Regions from separate parts of the Ovis aries genome. Here region 2 is linked to region 1. A link is a contact called in public Hi-C data. All regions are on one chromosome and are shown on one strand. Each heading gives the region's core, a stretch centred on a gene start, on an enhancer-like site or on the middle of the called end of the contact. The rest is flanking DNA. Distances are from core to core; before and after follow the strand shown. Region 1 holds the start of GPCPD1 (glycerophosphocholine phosphodiesterase 1). Region 2 has its middle 66 kb from the start of SHLD1.

Region 1 (7,440 bases), core at 2,675-5,174:
AAGTATCAAGAGGGCTAAGGATGAGGAATCTCTAATAACTAACCCTCGTGGGGGCTGCAATGAAAATCAAAGAGTCACTATGCATCATCTCACCTCCATCAATTATAAAATGTAAATATAGTAAATAAACTAATCAAGTGAAGTGAAAGTCGCTTAGTCGTGTTGGACTCTTGGCGACACCAGACTGTAGCCCACCAGGCTCCTCTGTCCATGGAATTCTCCAGGCTAGGAGTGGGTAGCCCTTCCCTTCTCCAGGTGATCCTCCCAAACCAGGGATCGAATCCAGGTCTCCCACATTGCAGGCGGGTTCTTTACCATCTAAGCCACCAGGAAGACCATCAGTCAACGTGGTTTCACATCACTTGGCTAAAGAAATCCCTATCTAGTAACTCTATTCAGTTAGAAAACCCAAGATTCCACACTGGAGGGGAAAAAAACCTGTCCTTGATCAAACCACATATGCTAGTCTACTTTCTATGTCTAAGAGTAAACCTGATCTATTTAAAACATATTAATACATCCAGTTTGAGCACAAAAATGTTTTAAATCTAAAATTAGTTCTAGATTGTTACCGGCCATTTAACATATAGAACTCAAATAACCTTCATCTGATAGGAACATGAGTATAACCCTAAGAATAGGATGATTTCCTTTCCTAATAAATGATTCATTGAAGCACTGCAATCTACTTTTAATTTATCTCTTACATTTATCTACATCAATCATATCAAGCAGAAACCTTAAGGCTATCTAAAAAACTAGGCTTTTTAAGTTAACTGAATGGAGACAAAGCAAAAAGTTCTATCATCCAGCAAACTGCTGAATAACCAATCTCAACATATAACCTGAACTTTCACCCAATGCTTACTGCCACAGTTACTAAGAACAATCTCATGTATATAATTAAAAATTGGTACTTGATTATTTGTTGATCAATTTTAAGGAATTGTTTTAACCAATTTTAGGGAAACAGATGTAATTATTCCTATGTATTAAAATCAACACCTAGTAAAAAATATCTGAATTTCGACTGCATTAAATTTATGAAAAGGGCATTAGCTGATTATAGTTGAGCCTCTCATTATTAAGGTTGCTTGTAAGAGTGGCTACTGTAACTTGGCTAGAAACAGCTGCAGTTTACATTATGTACTATATACCAAAGCTGAATATACAAGCACAAAATTAACCCCACTCCTCCAAAAAAAAACCTCACTGGGTGTCAACAAAGCATCATCTCCAACTTGGACTGCCAAAACAGTCATATAATCTGTTTAAGTTTCACTCCCCTCACTGCCCAAATTTAAGACCATTCCAAATAAAAGCCTGCAGAGCTGCTCCTACAGCAGTTTACTTGATGGTGGACAGAGGCCAAAATTCTGGTGCAGTACTGAAGTGTACCATTTTGGCACCCTGCTACCACCAAAGTAAAATACTGTTTTGTTATGGAACAAAAAATTTACACAACCAAAATTCCCTCTTCTTCCAAACAGGCAAAGGAAATCTCAACTTGAACAGGGACAGATCTTCTAGATACATGCAAGAATAAGATGGAAAATGCTAGTCATTTTATATACACGAGCCGACTGTATATGTAATTTAACTAATTCACCTATACCCTAAAGTACAAAACATGCGTCCTGAGATATGTTTTTGGTTTGGTTTTAAACATAACCTCCATTTTTTGCTTTCTGAAGTATTAAACAGCATTCTCACCTGAGACTTTGAGTTGCATTTAACATTATTTTAACACTTTTTTAAGGACTCGAGTAACTTGCAAAATGACACTGTAATTTACATTTTAAAAATACTTCAAAAATATTACCTGGCAAAGTAAGTTTTACTTTATTCTTTTTGTCAAATAAACTGTTCTAACATATTCCTTTACTGGCTTGCCAGCTTAGGGAACAAAAGAAAGATTTAAACAAACAGAGGTACAATTTAGAACTAAACTGAAGTCACAGAATTTTCAGCAAAAATGGATTTTTTTCCTAGCCAAAAAGACATATTTCACTGTTTTCCTTCAAATATTTTTTCAAAGAAAAAAGCAGTTTCCAATTCTCTAGGCTCCAACAGCTTTGCCTCCTAAATGCATATTAGAAAGCAATATATAAATGCCTATACTTTCCTGAGCTAACTTCTGCTCATCCTGGTGGAGGATCATTATGATCCCTCTAGTCCAACCCCAGTATACTGAGTCAATACTTTAATCAAGTGTACATAGACATGAGGGCTTCCCTGGTGGCTCAGAGGTTAAAGCGTCTGCCTGCAATGCGGGAGACCTGGGTTCGATCCCTGTGTTGGGAAGATCCCTTGGAGAAGGAAATGGCAAGCCACTCCAGTATTCTTGCCTGGAGAATCCCATGGACAGAGGAGCCTGGTGGGCTACAGTCCACAGGGTTGCAAAGAGTCAGACAGACTGAGCACAGACATGCTGGGTTTTTATTAAGAAAGCAGTTCTGAAGATTTCATTAAGCCAGTAAACTCGTTAATCATCTTTCTACACAATGCCAGAAAACCATTCCAAATTTTTTTTCATCTCATCTAGATATTATTTTCATATACATTTACTTTTCCTGGTTAAGTTATACACAAAGATTTGATTCATCAACTTACTTTGTACATATCAAATTTTAGTCACTCTGCCACTGAAACATCCTTTGTGGTCATTATTTGAGTCGAACTTTCCTAATCTCATCTTGTCTAGAATATCAGTTCTCGCTAGTGATGCCAAGATCGGACCGAACCACGTGCAGTTTTACCTGTTTGTTTTACCTTATGTTACTTACTTGTACCCAGAATGTTAGGCGTTGTGAAAATGACTGATAGCTTGTATTTATTTCTCAGCTAAGTCACAACTGTCAGAAATGTAGCAAGACATGGGGCAGGGGTTGGGGGGGGGGGGCGCGAGGAGGGGCGGAGAAGGGGCGGGAGGGGAGTAGTGGATAGAAATTGGGCAGAAATAGGAAGGGCAACAGAAAAGTGTGAAGAAAACATCAAGCCCAAACATCCAGCCAGTTCCTCTATGTGTTACATCAGACTAGACCGCTGTCTCAATGGTGAAAGATCGCCACACTTCGTTACTGAATTCATGATTCATGCCTGATTTCCTTTATAACCCGGGAAGTGGGAAAGAGGGGGGTCGATGAACTAGGTTTTCTACCACAAGGTAATCTGAAGAGCTTGGAAAAAGTAGAGCTTTAGAAAAAGGGGCAGCTGTCTTAAAATTGTATCAAGGGCACTGATGTCTATTACTGGAACCTTTTCCTAAAAAAGTAAGGCACTTCGGTTTCTTGGAATAACTGAATTATACAAGCACGCCCTAGACTACTTGGATAAGCAATTTCAGAAAAACAGCAGTTGTCAAAACACTACGAATTACTTATGGGTGAAGTCAGAGAGTGGCGGTGAGCGAGTTCTGCGGCATTTACGTCTCTTCGCTCCCTAAATGGTTCTTCCAACACTTAGGTGGTCTCACGCTCTATGCATTCTGGTATCACCGAAAACGCTACAGAATTTTCGTACGGGAACTAAGCATTAGGCAGCAGAGCGTAATCGCCGCAGCAAACGATAAATACTGTAAACATGTGTAACCCACCGATTTACAGGAGCAAACCTCCAGGCCGCCGTTCCCCGACCGGCTGCCAGTCCAGGGTGAGGGATCCTGCCCACAACTCGCCCCCCGCCCCGCCGCGCAGCCCTGACAGCTCGGCCGCAACGTGAGCAACCGCCAAGGCCCCCGCACCGAGCGCCCAGCCCGCCCGGCCTCCCAGCTCACCTGCTGGGTCCACGGGTCAGCGCCACCACCGACGCCGCGCCCGACAGTCAGTGTCGCAGGCCCAGGTGCTGGGTACCGGCCGTCAGCACCTCGCCAGCACTCCCTCAGGCAGCCCGCAGCGGCACCAAGCTACAGGAAGCGGCTCCGCTCAAACCGGTTTCAGCTGCTCCAGACCAAACCGCCAGGCCACCTCGAGGGGCGGGGCCTGAGAAGCGGCGAGGCGGAGCCTGACGTCACGCCCGGCGCCCTCCATGCCAATGGATGGCCGAGCGTTGGGGGCGGGCCCGCGCGGTCCTGGTAAGGGCAGGCATCAGTGACTGAGGGCTACTGGGCATTCCAGGGGTCTCCGGCGTGGGCGAAAATTTTTCGGCTGACTGGGTCCAGCGGCAGAGGCCTGACCTGGGTTCTTAGACACCTACCTTGGTCCCCTAAGCCGTCCTAGGACAAACTAGAATGGAAGGTGGAGCTGAGATCCTGAATTGCGTCTTTTGTCCCATTGAAAAGCGGGGGGGATTAACAAGATTAACGTTCTGTGGAAACTATTTCGTTACAAAATGAAAAGCGCACTTGGACCAAATCTTTAGGGTTAAGAAGAATTGACAAACCTAAGATTGTTGAGAGTTTTTCCCTTCCTTATGTAAAGGACGGGATTCATACTCAAGTATCACCTGGTGGTTATTATCACAGTTGCCCTCTGGAGACCCTATCAGACCTGCCTATTCCAATTGCTTTTAAGGGCTTCCCAGGTGCAGTGATAAAGAATTCTGCCTGCCGATACAGAAGACGGCAAGAAAAGGGGTTCGATCCCTGAGTTGGGAAGATCCCCTGGAGAAGGAAATGACAACTCCAGAATTGTCTGGGAAATCTCATAGACGGAGGAGCCTCGCATTTTTACAGTCTATGGTATCTGCAAAAGAGTGAGACACAATTTAGCGACTCAGCAACAACAACGTCAATCGGCATGAATTGCATGTAACAAGACCCAGGTTATTCCTATGTAAAATAAAGCTTGAAGCTAGAAAGATTTACTCTCTCCTTTGATAGCTCCTTTGAGGGACTTCCCTGGTGGCTCAGACGGTTAAGCGTCTGTCCACAATGTGGGGAACACGGGTTCGATCTCTGGGTCGGGAAGATCCCCTGGACAAGGAAATGGCAATCCACTCCAGTACTATTGCCTGTAAAATCCCATGGACAGAGGAGCCTGATAAGCTACAGTCCATGGAATCGCGAAGAGTCAGACAAGATTGAGTGACTTCACTTTCACTTCGATGGTTCCAGGAAAAATTAATCAGCCAACTTAAACTGTTGCTTTCCAGCCTTCAAGGTTAACTGCTAGTTTACCTGTAATAGAAAATTGTTATCAGATTTCATTTAAAACGAGTGAGATTCCAACTCGAAAATTTCATAGTTCTATAGCAATATAATATATTTGTAATTATATTTTAAAAATCGAGTAAGATATCGAAAATATCTTAAGATACGGAAAAAGGACTCAAGAGCTAGCTCCAGCTGCAAATTGGTTAGAATGGTCCTATCGAAAAGACATTTGGGTTAGAGGCGCTCTAGCTTTTAGACAGCTCCTAGCTTTACAAGTAAGACTTTATAAATAGATATATTTGTTAATAAAATAAAATTTTATATATCGGGTGACTGAATTTTATATTTGATCTTGGATTAGCTCCCAGAGCATTTTTGACTGTTGTCTATTCAGTTAATAAATAATTACTAAGTGCCTGCTTAGTGCAAGATACAGGATGCAATGGTTTCTTGCTGTCACTAGTTTTAATCACAATTTTCATAAGGAATTAAGATTTCCTCTTAATTATGTACTATCATCTGCTAAAGTCAGCTGTTAACATTTCCTAATACCTTAGAGTTCATTTCATTCTTCTGCTGTTAGTCATACTTTAGTGATGAATTTCTTTCATATGTTTGCTTTTTTTAAATGTTTATACTAGATCTTTTTTTTTTTTTACTGTAATCACCATTTAATCAAGCCTAACGTTTATAGTTCAAATTGATGGATCGAAACCATGCTCTTTCCCTAAATCCTATTGAAATCACAGAAGAATTATACATATTTTAAAATCACCATCAGTGGGCCAGAAATTGAGGAATTTCTAAATTTAAAACAAGCCAGCAGCATTGGATAATTGAAAAACTGAGAACAGAGAAACGTGGACCTGCAAAGGGAAAGCAGGGACTCCTGGAGCTGCCCCACTTTACACAGCCTTGCTTAAAATTCTTATAATAATTCAACATATTTTAAATTATATATGCCTTGTTATGATTGCTATATTAGAGTAAAATATAAACAATACATTCCTTCCTCCTACTTCTGTGGAATGTTATAACTTTTGCAAGAAATGTTTAATGAGATTAACTTGGATCTTATCTCATTTAAAATATTTAATGTTATCTTATTTGATTAAATAATGAAACATATTTACTCATTTGTCCAAAATCAGCTGCATGATCTCTCTTTGTCTTTCATGTATTAATGATGGTAGTAGCATTGGTGGAAAATCTTCTAGACTTAGGTCCCACAGTTGAACTTAAATCCTACCCCTCACTATCTGTGATTGAATATAAATTTTTGGAAATTTTTTACTGCAATTGATGAACTTATATATATTTATTTATTTGTTTCCTCCAGGTCTTAGCTGTGGTACTAGGGATCTTCAGTTGCATCATGGGGGTGGAATCTGGTTGCCTGAGGGGGGATTGAACCCAGGCCCCCTGCACTGGGAGTGCACAGTCTTAGCCACTGGGCCACCAGGGAGATGTCTTCAAATTGATGAATTATGAGGCTTTCTTTCTGGACAAAACGATTAAGCCAATTTCCTTTCTTTCTTATATTTTGTAGAGGTGTTGCACGAAGGAACCCAGTTCTGACTCCATGTTCAGTTCAGTTCAGTCGCTCAGTCGTGTCCGACTCTTCGCGACCCCATGAATCGCAGCACGCCAGGCCTCCCTGTCCATCACCAACTCCCGGAGTTCACTCAGACTCACGTCCATTGAGTCCGTGATGCTATCCAGCCATCTCATCCTCGGTCGTCCCCTTCTCCTCCTGCCCCCAGTCCCTCCCAGCATCAGAGTCTTTTCCAGTGAGTCAACTCTTCGCATGAGCTGGCCAAAGTACTGGAGCTTCAGCTTTAGCATCATTCCTTCCAAAGAAATCCCAGGGTTGACCTCCTTCAGAATGGACTGGTTGGATCTCCTTGCAGTCCAAGGGACTCTCAAGAGTCTTCTCCAACACCACAGTTCAAGTGCACCAATTCTTCGGTGCTCAGCATTCTTCACAGTCCAACTCTCACATCCATACATGACCACAGGAAAAACCATAGGCTTAACTAGACGGACCTTAGTCGGCAAAGTAATGTGTCTGCTTTTGAATATCTATCTAGGTTGGTCATAACTTTTCTTCCAAGGAGTAAGTGTCTTTTAATTTCGTGGCTGCACTCACCATCTGCAGTGATTTTGGAGCCCCCCCAAATAAAAACTGACACTGTTTCCACTGTTTCCCCATCTATTTCCCATGAAGTGATGGGACCAGATGCCATGATCTTCATTTTCTGAATGTTGAGCTTTAAGCCAACATTTTCACTCTCCTCTTTCACTTTCATCAAGAGGCTTTTTAGCTCCTCTTCACTTTCTGCCATAAG
Region 2 (7,440 bases), core at 2,433-4,932, 71 kb after region 1:
TCAACCCAGGGATTGAACCCAGGTATCCTGCACTGCAGGTGAATTCTTTACCATCTGAGTCACCAGGGAAGCCCCAGGGTTTTTCTTTTCTTTTTTCTCCCCTTTTTGAGAATTAAGCAGGTCAATGCGTGTAAAGAATTTTGAATTATGCCTGTCTCACAGAAATGTATCAATACTCTTAGCTGTTATATGTTATTAGTTGAGAAAATCAAGTGGTAGAAGACCAAGAATGATATTATCAACCTAAAAAGCACAACGTGAGAGTTGAAGTTAAGTTTTATTTTGGGAAAAATGAGGACTGCAGCCTGGGAGATAGCACTTCAAATAACTCAGAGAAGCTGCTCCAAAGAGGTTGTGGGGGAAGGTCAGTATGTGTGATTTTGGTGAAAGGGGAGCTCAAGGCAATCAAACAGTTAAAAAGTTTCTGCTAGTCATGAGAAGCTTCTGTCACCATGAAGGGATTTAGTGCTTTTGCAGAAGTGAGGAGATGCAAGGATAGGGATCACGAAATCTAACTATCTGAAGACCTATTCCACCAATCTTCCTGGAGCACAAAGTGCCTCATTCTCCACCTGGAACTCCCTTCAGGCTGTGTCAAAGGTCAACAGAATAGATTCAATCTCCACAGAGGCAGATGGCAAATGCCATTGCATCCATGTGTGCTAAGTTGCTTCAGTCGTGTCCATCTCTTTGCAGCCCTATGGACTGTAGCCTGCCATGTAGCCCCCCAGGCTCCTCTCTGTGGGTTTCTCCTCCAGGGGATCTTCCCAACCCAGGGATCAAATCTGCTGCTCCTGTGTCTCCTGCATTGCAGGCAGATTCCACTAACGCCACCTGGGAAGCCCTGGCAATTGCCCTTAGCAAGCACCAATTTGCAGCTGACAATATCAAAGCTTTATTATTAAAGATAATATTTCTATGTGCACATGTCTATAGTAAAGTGAAGTCGCTCAGTCGTGTCTGACTCTTTGCGACCCCATGGACTGTAGCCTACCAGGCTTCTCTGTCCATGGGATTTTCCAGGTAAGAATACTGGAGTGGGTTGCCATTTCCTTCTCCAGGGGATTGTCCCAACTCAAGGATCAAACCTGGGTCTCCCACATTGCAGGCAGACACTTTACCATCTGAGCCACCAGGGAAGCTGGTGTCTATACTTACATAGCATGGCTACTTATATAGATAACAGTTTGGAGAAAACACACCACATTAAATAGCAATGTTTGTTTTTAGAAAAAGGAGGGGCTCGGGTGTAGCTGAGACAGCCAAGGGCCTTTTTCTGTCAACTCTACACTTTGTATTGATTATTTTTTCACAACAATAAATGTAACTTTGAAAATACCATAAAAATCAATTAAAATATCTTAAAATCTTAAAGCCACAGCCTTGCACATGAACACACACACACAGCTGTACCTAAAGCAAGGTAATAAAGGCTTTGACTCTGAGCTCTAAGATACAGACTTACAAATGTTTTACTCAGAGAAGTCAAGCAATTGTGCAATTTTCAATACTATTTTGTGTCTATTAGGGCTTTATAAGTAACTTCCTTAGCAATATGAAAACAAATGTGCCGAGGCCTTGGTTAACAATACCTTGTAGAAACAGGAAGATTCAAGTGATCTGTTCTGTTAACAACCATGATGCCCTCTAGACTTGGCTGGGGGCCAATTTTGCATAACTTTCATCAGATATTGTTACCAGACACAGTGAAGTCAAACAAGCCAAAACATCAGAGTTTGGAGCAGAGCAAGGTTTATTGCAGGGCCAAGCTAGGAGAACAATGGCTCATACTCAAAATCCCTGGACACCTCAAAGGTATTGGGATAAGTTTTTAAGGCAAAATTGGGGATGAACAGAGTGTGTGACTTTCTTCTGATTGATTGGAAGTGAGGTAACATGCTGGTGCTCCAGGAATCTTGTGCTCAGCCTGAAGTTATCATCCTGTACATGGGGTGGGGTCTTAGTTCCTGCAGAAGAACTCAAAAATATCGTTATGTATATTTGTTGAGGAGGAAGCAGGACCCTGCTTTATCTCTGAAGTATTGTTTCTTGACTGCTGCTCCTTGTTTCCATATTCCTTCCCTTCCCTGATAAATGGCTATTTGAATCTGCCCTTTGGAACTCAGGGAAGGTCAAAGAGGCTGAAAGAAGACTATCTCCTAGTCCTAGAAACCAGGGATATGGAAAGGCTCTGTAGCTGAGAGGACCCCACAGTGTCCTGTTCCATTTCAGCATCTTAAATTTGCACCTCTGCACTTTCTCACAACTTCCAGACAAAAAAGGTGGAGTGGCCTCATCCAGTGGTGCAGAATTTATCTTGTGTTTTTGGAAGAAATGCTGGTGAAGAGAGGGTCCAGGATGAAAGAGAACTTTCCATCAGATGCACTGTGCCTTGGGACTCATGTGACACTCTTGTGTCATCCTGAATGATGAAGCATTTCACTCTCTAAAGCTTATTAGTAAAATAAAATGTTTTTAGAAGTCTTTCTAAAATACTGAATTAAATATTTTTACACAATAGTTTCTGATGTGATTTCTTAAAATTCATTTTTTTTAAAAGTGTAAATACGGCTGAGATAGGAGGAAAGGGGGCAGAGCATAACATCAAAAGGATGACACAGCCTTTGACAAACACAGGATACAATGAAAGCTGGTTAGAGCAGATTAGGCCCAAGATGGCAGAAGATTAGACTTCCAGTAGACCTTGAGCCTCATTCTATGCTCATTATAATCTGTTAGCTAAATGACACACTCAACTGTGCCATGACAGTTCTGAGGCCAATCGTAAAAGGCCAAAATGTGGCTCAATTCCTAGAAATCCATGCCCCACCCTAAATAGTTGAAATAGTCATCTCACTCATTAGTATATGCAATTACTCAGCCCATAAAAAGTAATCATGCCATACTTGGGGGTCACTGTCACATTTTGAGATGGACTGCATTCTGTCTATGGAATATGCATATCATTAATTTAGTTACTTATTTTACTCTGGCAAGTCTTAGTTGCAGCACACAGAATCTTCCACCTTCATTTTGACATGAAAAGTCTTAGGAGTGCACTGGGAGCGTGGAGTCTTAGTCACAGGATCAGCAGGGAAGTCCCTCACCATTATATTTTTCCTGAAAAAAAAAAAAAAGGAGCTCTAATTCAAACATTGATTTGAATTGCCCCGCAATTCAACTACTACTGTAGTTGCCCGGCAGTAGTCTATCACTTCACTATCACAAGTAAGTTTATAGTGAAAAGGTTTATAAACACATTGCTGTTGTTCAGTTGCTAAGATCTGTTTGACTCTTTGCAATTCCATAGACCTTAGCATGCCAGTACTGAAAGCATCCCTGTCCTTCACTATCTCTTGGAGTTTGCTCAAACTCTTGTCCATTGAGTCGATGATGCCATCCAACCATCTCATCCTCAGTCGCCGCCTTCTCATCCTACCCTGAATACTTTCCAGCATTAGGGTCTTTTACAATGAGTCGGCTATTTGCATCAGGTGGCCAAAGAATTGGAGCTTCAGTTTCAGCATCATCCTTTCAGTGAGTATTCAGGGTTGATTTCCTTTAGAATTGACTGGTTTGATCTCCTTGCTGTCCAAGGGACTCTCAAGAGTCTTCTCCAGCACTGTTAGGGGAAGCACACTGACTGAAACCACCTACCCTGGCCAGGCACCATAGCAACCATTTGCATGAGTTGTTTTACCACAGGAAGTCTTGATAAGGAATGAGGAACTAATAACTACCAACCAGAAGAGTTCAGAAAAAGTCAAAAGGTGACACCATGTGTCCAACCACCTCCCAGAATCCTTCTCGCTGGCATCCATCTTGGTTGAACAAGGCATGCACCACCAGGAAGGACTCTGAGTCAGAATGATTGGCTAAAGACAGCCTGGAAACGAATCCCATCACCATAAAACCTGAGACTGGGAGCAATGTGGCAGAGCAGTTCTTCTGGGCTCTCTTACCCTACTGCTCTCTCTTTGGGCACACTTGCCCAATAAAATCTCTTGCTTTGTCAGCATATGTGTCTCCTTGGACAATTCATTTCTGAGTGTTAGACAAGAGCCCTGGAAGGAGTCCCCCTTCCTGCAACAGCACCAGAATTTGAAGGCATCAACTCTTTGGAGCTCAGCCTTCTTTATGGTCCAACTCTCACATCCGTACATGACTACTGGAAAAACCATAGCTTTGACTCTATGGATCTTTGTTGGCAAAGTGATGTCTCTTCTTTTTAATATGCTATCTAGGCTTGTCATAGCTTTTTTTCCAAGGAGCAAGTGTCTTTTAATTTCATGGCTACAGTCACTGTCTACAGTGATTTTGGAGCCCAAGAAAATGGTCTGTCATTGTTTCCACTTTTTCCCCATCTATTTGCCATGAAGTGACGGGACGATCTTGGGATACCATGATCTTCATGTTTTGAATGTTGGGTATCAAGCCAGCTTTTTTCACTCTCCTCTTTCAACACTCATCAAGAGGCTCTTTAGATCCTCTTTGCATTCTGCCATTAAAGTGGTATCATCTGCATATCTGAGGCTATTGATATTTCTCCTGGTAATCTTGTTTCCAGCCTGGGATTCATCCAGCCCAGCATTTTGCATGATGTACACTGTATAGACGTAAAATGCTGTGAGGGATTGGGGGCAGGAGGAGAAGGGGACGACCGAGGATGAGATGGCTGGATGGCATCACGGACTTGATGGACATGAGTCTGAGTGAACTCCTGGAGATGGTGATGGACAGGGAGGCCTGGTGTGCTGAAATTCATGGGGTCGCAAAGAGTCGGACACGACTGAGCGACTGAACTGAACTGAAGCAGGGTAACAATATATAACCTTTTCCAATTTTGAGTCAGTCCATTGTTCCATGTAAGGTTCTAACTGTTGCTTCACAGGAGACAAATGAAGTGGTCTCATATTCCCATCTGTTTAAGAATTTTCCATAGTTTCTTGTTATCCGCACAGCCAAAGGCTTTAACATAGTCATTGAAGCAGGAGTTGATGTTTTTCTGGAATTCCCTTGCTTTTTGTATGACCCAGCAGATGTTGACAATTTAACCTCTGGTTCTTCTACCTTTTCTAAATCCAGCTTGTACATCTGGAAGTTCTTGGTTCATGTATTGTTGAAGCCTAGCTTAAAGAATTTTGAGCATTACCCTGATAGCATATGAAATGAGCACAGTACCGTTTGAACGTTCTTTGGCAATGCCTTTCTTTGGGATTCGAATGAAAACTGACATTTTCCAGCCCTGTGGCCATTGCTGAGTTTTCCAAATTTGCTGGCATATTAAGTGTAGCACTTTCACAGCATCATTTGAAATAGGATTTGAAATAACTCAGCTGGAATTCCATCACCTCCACTAGCTTTGATTGTAGTAATGCTTCCTAAGGCCCAGGATGACTTCACACTCCAGGATGTCTGGCTCTAGGTGAATGGCCACACTATTGTAGTTATCCAGGTCATTAAGACCTTTTTTTGTGTAGTTTTTCTGTATTCTTGCCACCTTCTTAATTTCTTCTGCTTCTGTTAGGTCCTTGCTGTTTCTGTCCTTTATTGTGCTCATCTTTGCATGAAATATACCCTTGGTATCTCTAACTTTCTTGAAGAGATCTGTAGTCTTTCCCATTCTATTATTTCCCTCTAGTTCACGTGGCCTGACCCATATGTGCAAAAACCTTGCTTGGTCATACATATAACTGAGTAGGAATCTGTTGAGTTGACATTATGCACACGTTAATTTATTAAGTACTGCAAAATTGCTTCCTGTTGCAATTATTCCAATTTTCACTCCCATTGGCAAAGTGTAACAGCCCTGTTGTTGATTTTCCACTCTCACCACAGTTGATATTTTCAGACTTGAAAATTTTGCCAATCTAAAGGCTCAGAAATCAGAGTTCATTGTTATTATAATTTGCATCTCCCTGCTGAAGAGCACTCTTTACATTCCTGTACCTTATAATCTCCAGCAGTGACATTAAAGTCAGGACAAGACAGTTATCACAGAGGACACTACTGTTCACTCTGTGTTGATGAATTACAAAAAATAATATCTCTCACCCCCACTTTATTTTTTTTTAATTTTAATTTTTACTTTATTTTACTTTACAATACTGTATTGGTTTTGCCATACATTGACATGAATCCACCATGGGTGTACATGCGTTCCCAAACATGAACCCCCCTCCCACCTCCCTCCCCATAACATCTCTCTGGGTCATCACCGTGCACCAGCCCCAAGCATGCTGTATCCTGCGTCGGACATAGACTGGCGATTCGATTCTTACATGATAGTGTACATGTTACAATGCCATTCTCCCAAATCATCCCACCCTCTCCCTCTCCGTCTGAGTCCAAAAGTCCGTTATACACATCTGTGTCTTTTTTCCTGTCTTGCATACAGGGTCGTCATTGCCATCTTTCTAAATTCCATATATATGTGTTAGTATACTGTATTGGTGTTTTTCTTTCTGGCTTACTTCACTCTGTATAATCGGCTCCAGTTTCATCCATCTCATCAGAACTGATTCAAATGAATTCTTTTTAACGTCTGAGTAATACTCCATTGTGTATATGTACCACAGCTTTCTTATCCATTCATCTGCTGATGGACATCTAGGTTGTTTCCATGTCCTGGCTATTATAAACAGTGCTGTGATGAACATTGGGGTACATGCGTCTCTTTCAATTCTGGTTTCCTCGGTGTGTATGCCCAGCAGTGGGAGTGCTGGGTCATAAGGCAGTTCTATTTGCAATTTTTTAAGGAATCTCCACACTGTTCTCCAAAGTGGCTGTACTAGTTTGCATTCCCACCAACAGTGTAGGAGGGTTCCCTTTTCTCCACACCCTCTCCAGCATTTATTGCTTGCAGATTTTTGGATCACAGACATTCTGACTGGTCTCACCCCCACTTTAGTGTCTATACAAATCAGAATTGGGTTTTATCACTTTCAAAGAATTCTGACATGTTATTAAATGACATGAATTAATGTGCGGACTCCCACAAATAATTTCTTGGAGATGATGTGTTACCTGAAATCAGGTTTCCAAAGATGCTGACTTTAGTGCCCTGTGATGGTGTTAGTTCAGGCTGTGGTTTTGGTAGTTAGGGATCAAAGTGCACAATTTCATTTCTTTCCTACTATACCTGTGCCAGAAGCTGTTGCCCACCAGCATGCCCTCACTGACTCATTTGGGGGCGGGGCCTGGGGCTTCCTCTGCTGCCAGGGCTCACGTGATAGTCCAGAGTGCTCAGGAACTGCCCATCGGTTTGGGAGTGGCCCTTGATGTCTGGCTAACAGGTCAGTTCCCTCTCCCTGCAGTGGGACACTCCAGGTTGTGTTTTGCCCAAGCTTCCAAAGGCCCCTCTGGTAGCCCACTTGATAAAGACCTGGGCAGGCTACCTTCTGTCCCACTAAGATTTCTTGGGATCACCTCCCACATAAA

The links. A called contact is a pair of places that touch in the nucleus more often than the background predicts.
Region 2: a contact with region 1 is called in a Hi-C map of blood, with 2.4 times the contacts expected there. The contact joins the enhancer-like site here to the promoter of GPCPD1 in region 1. A contact is called at or near these places in 4 of 16 Hi-C or Micro-C datasets (blood and skin fibroblasts).

Annotation. Positions count from the first base shown.
Region 1 is chr13:47,463,694-47,471,133 of ARS-UI_Ramb_v3.0, forward strand. It overlaps GPCPD1 (glycerophosphocholine phosphodiesterase 1), which reads right to left and starts at 3,925. Exons shown (of 19, transcript XM_012188684.5): 1 at 3,776-3,925.
Region 2 is chr13:47,535,224-47,542,663 of ARS-UI_Ramb_v3.0, forward strand. No RefSeq gene overlaps it. Among named protein-coding and RNA genes, the nearest start is that of SHLD1, 66 kb to the right of the region's middle. Within about 2 kb of position 3,683, at least 2 of the 54 cell types and tissues checked have an H3K27ac peak or open chromatin away from gene starts, as enhancers often do.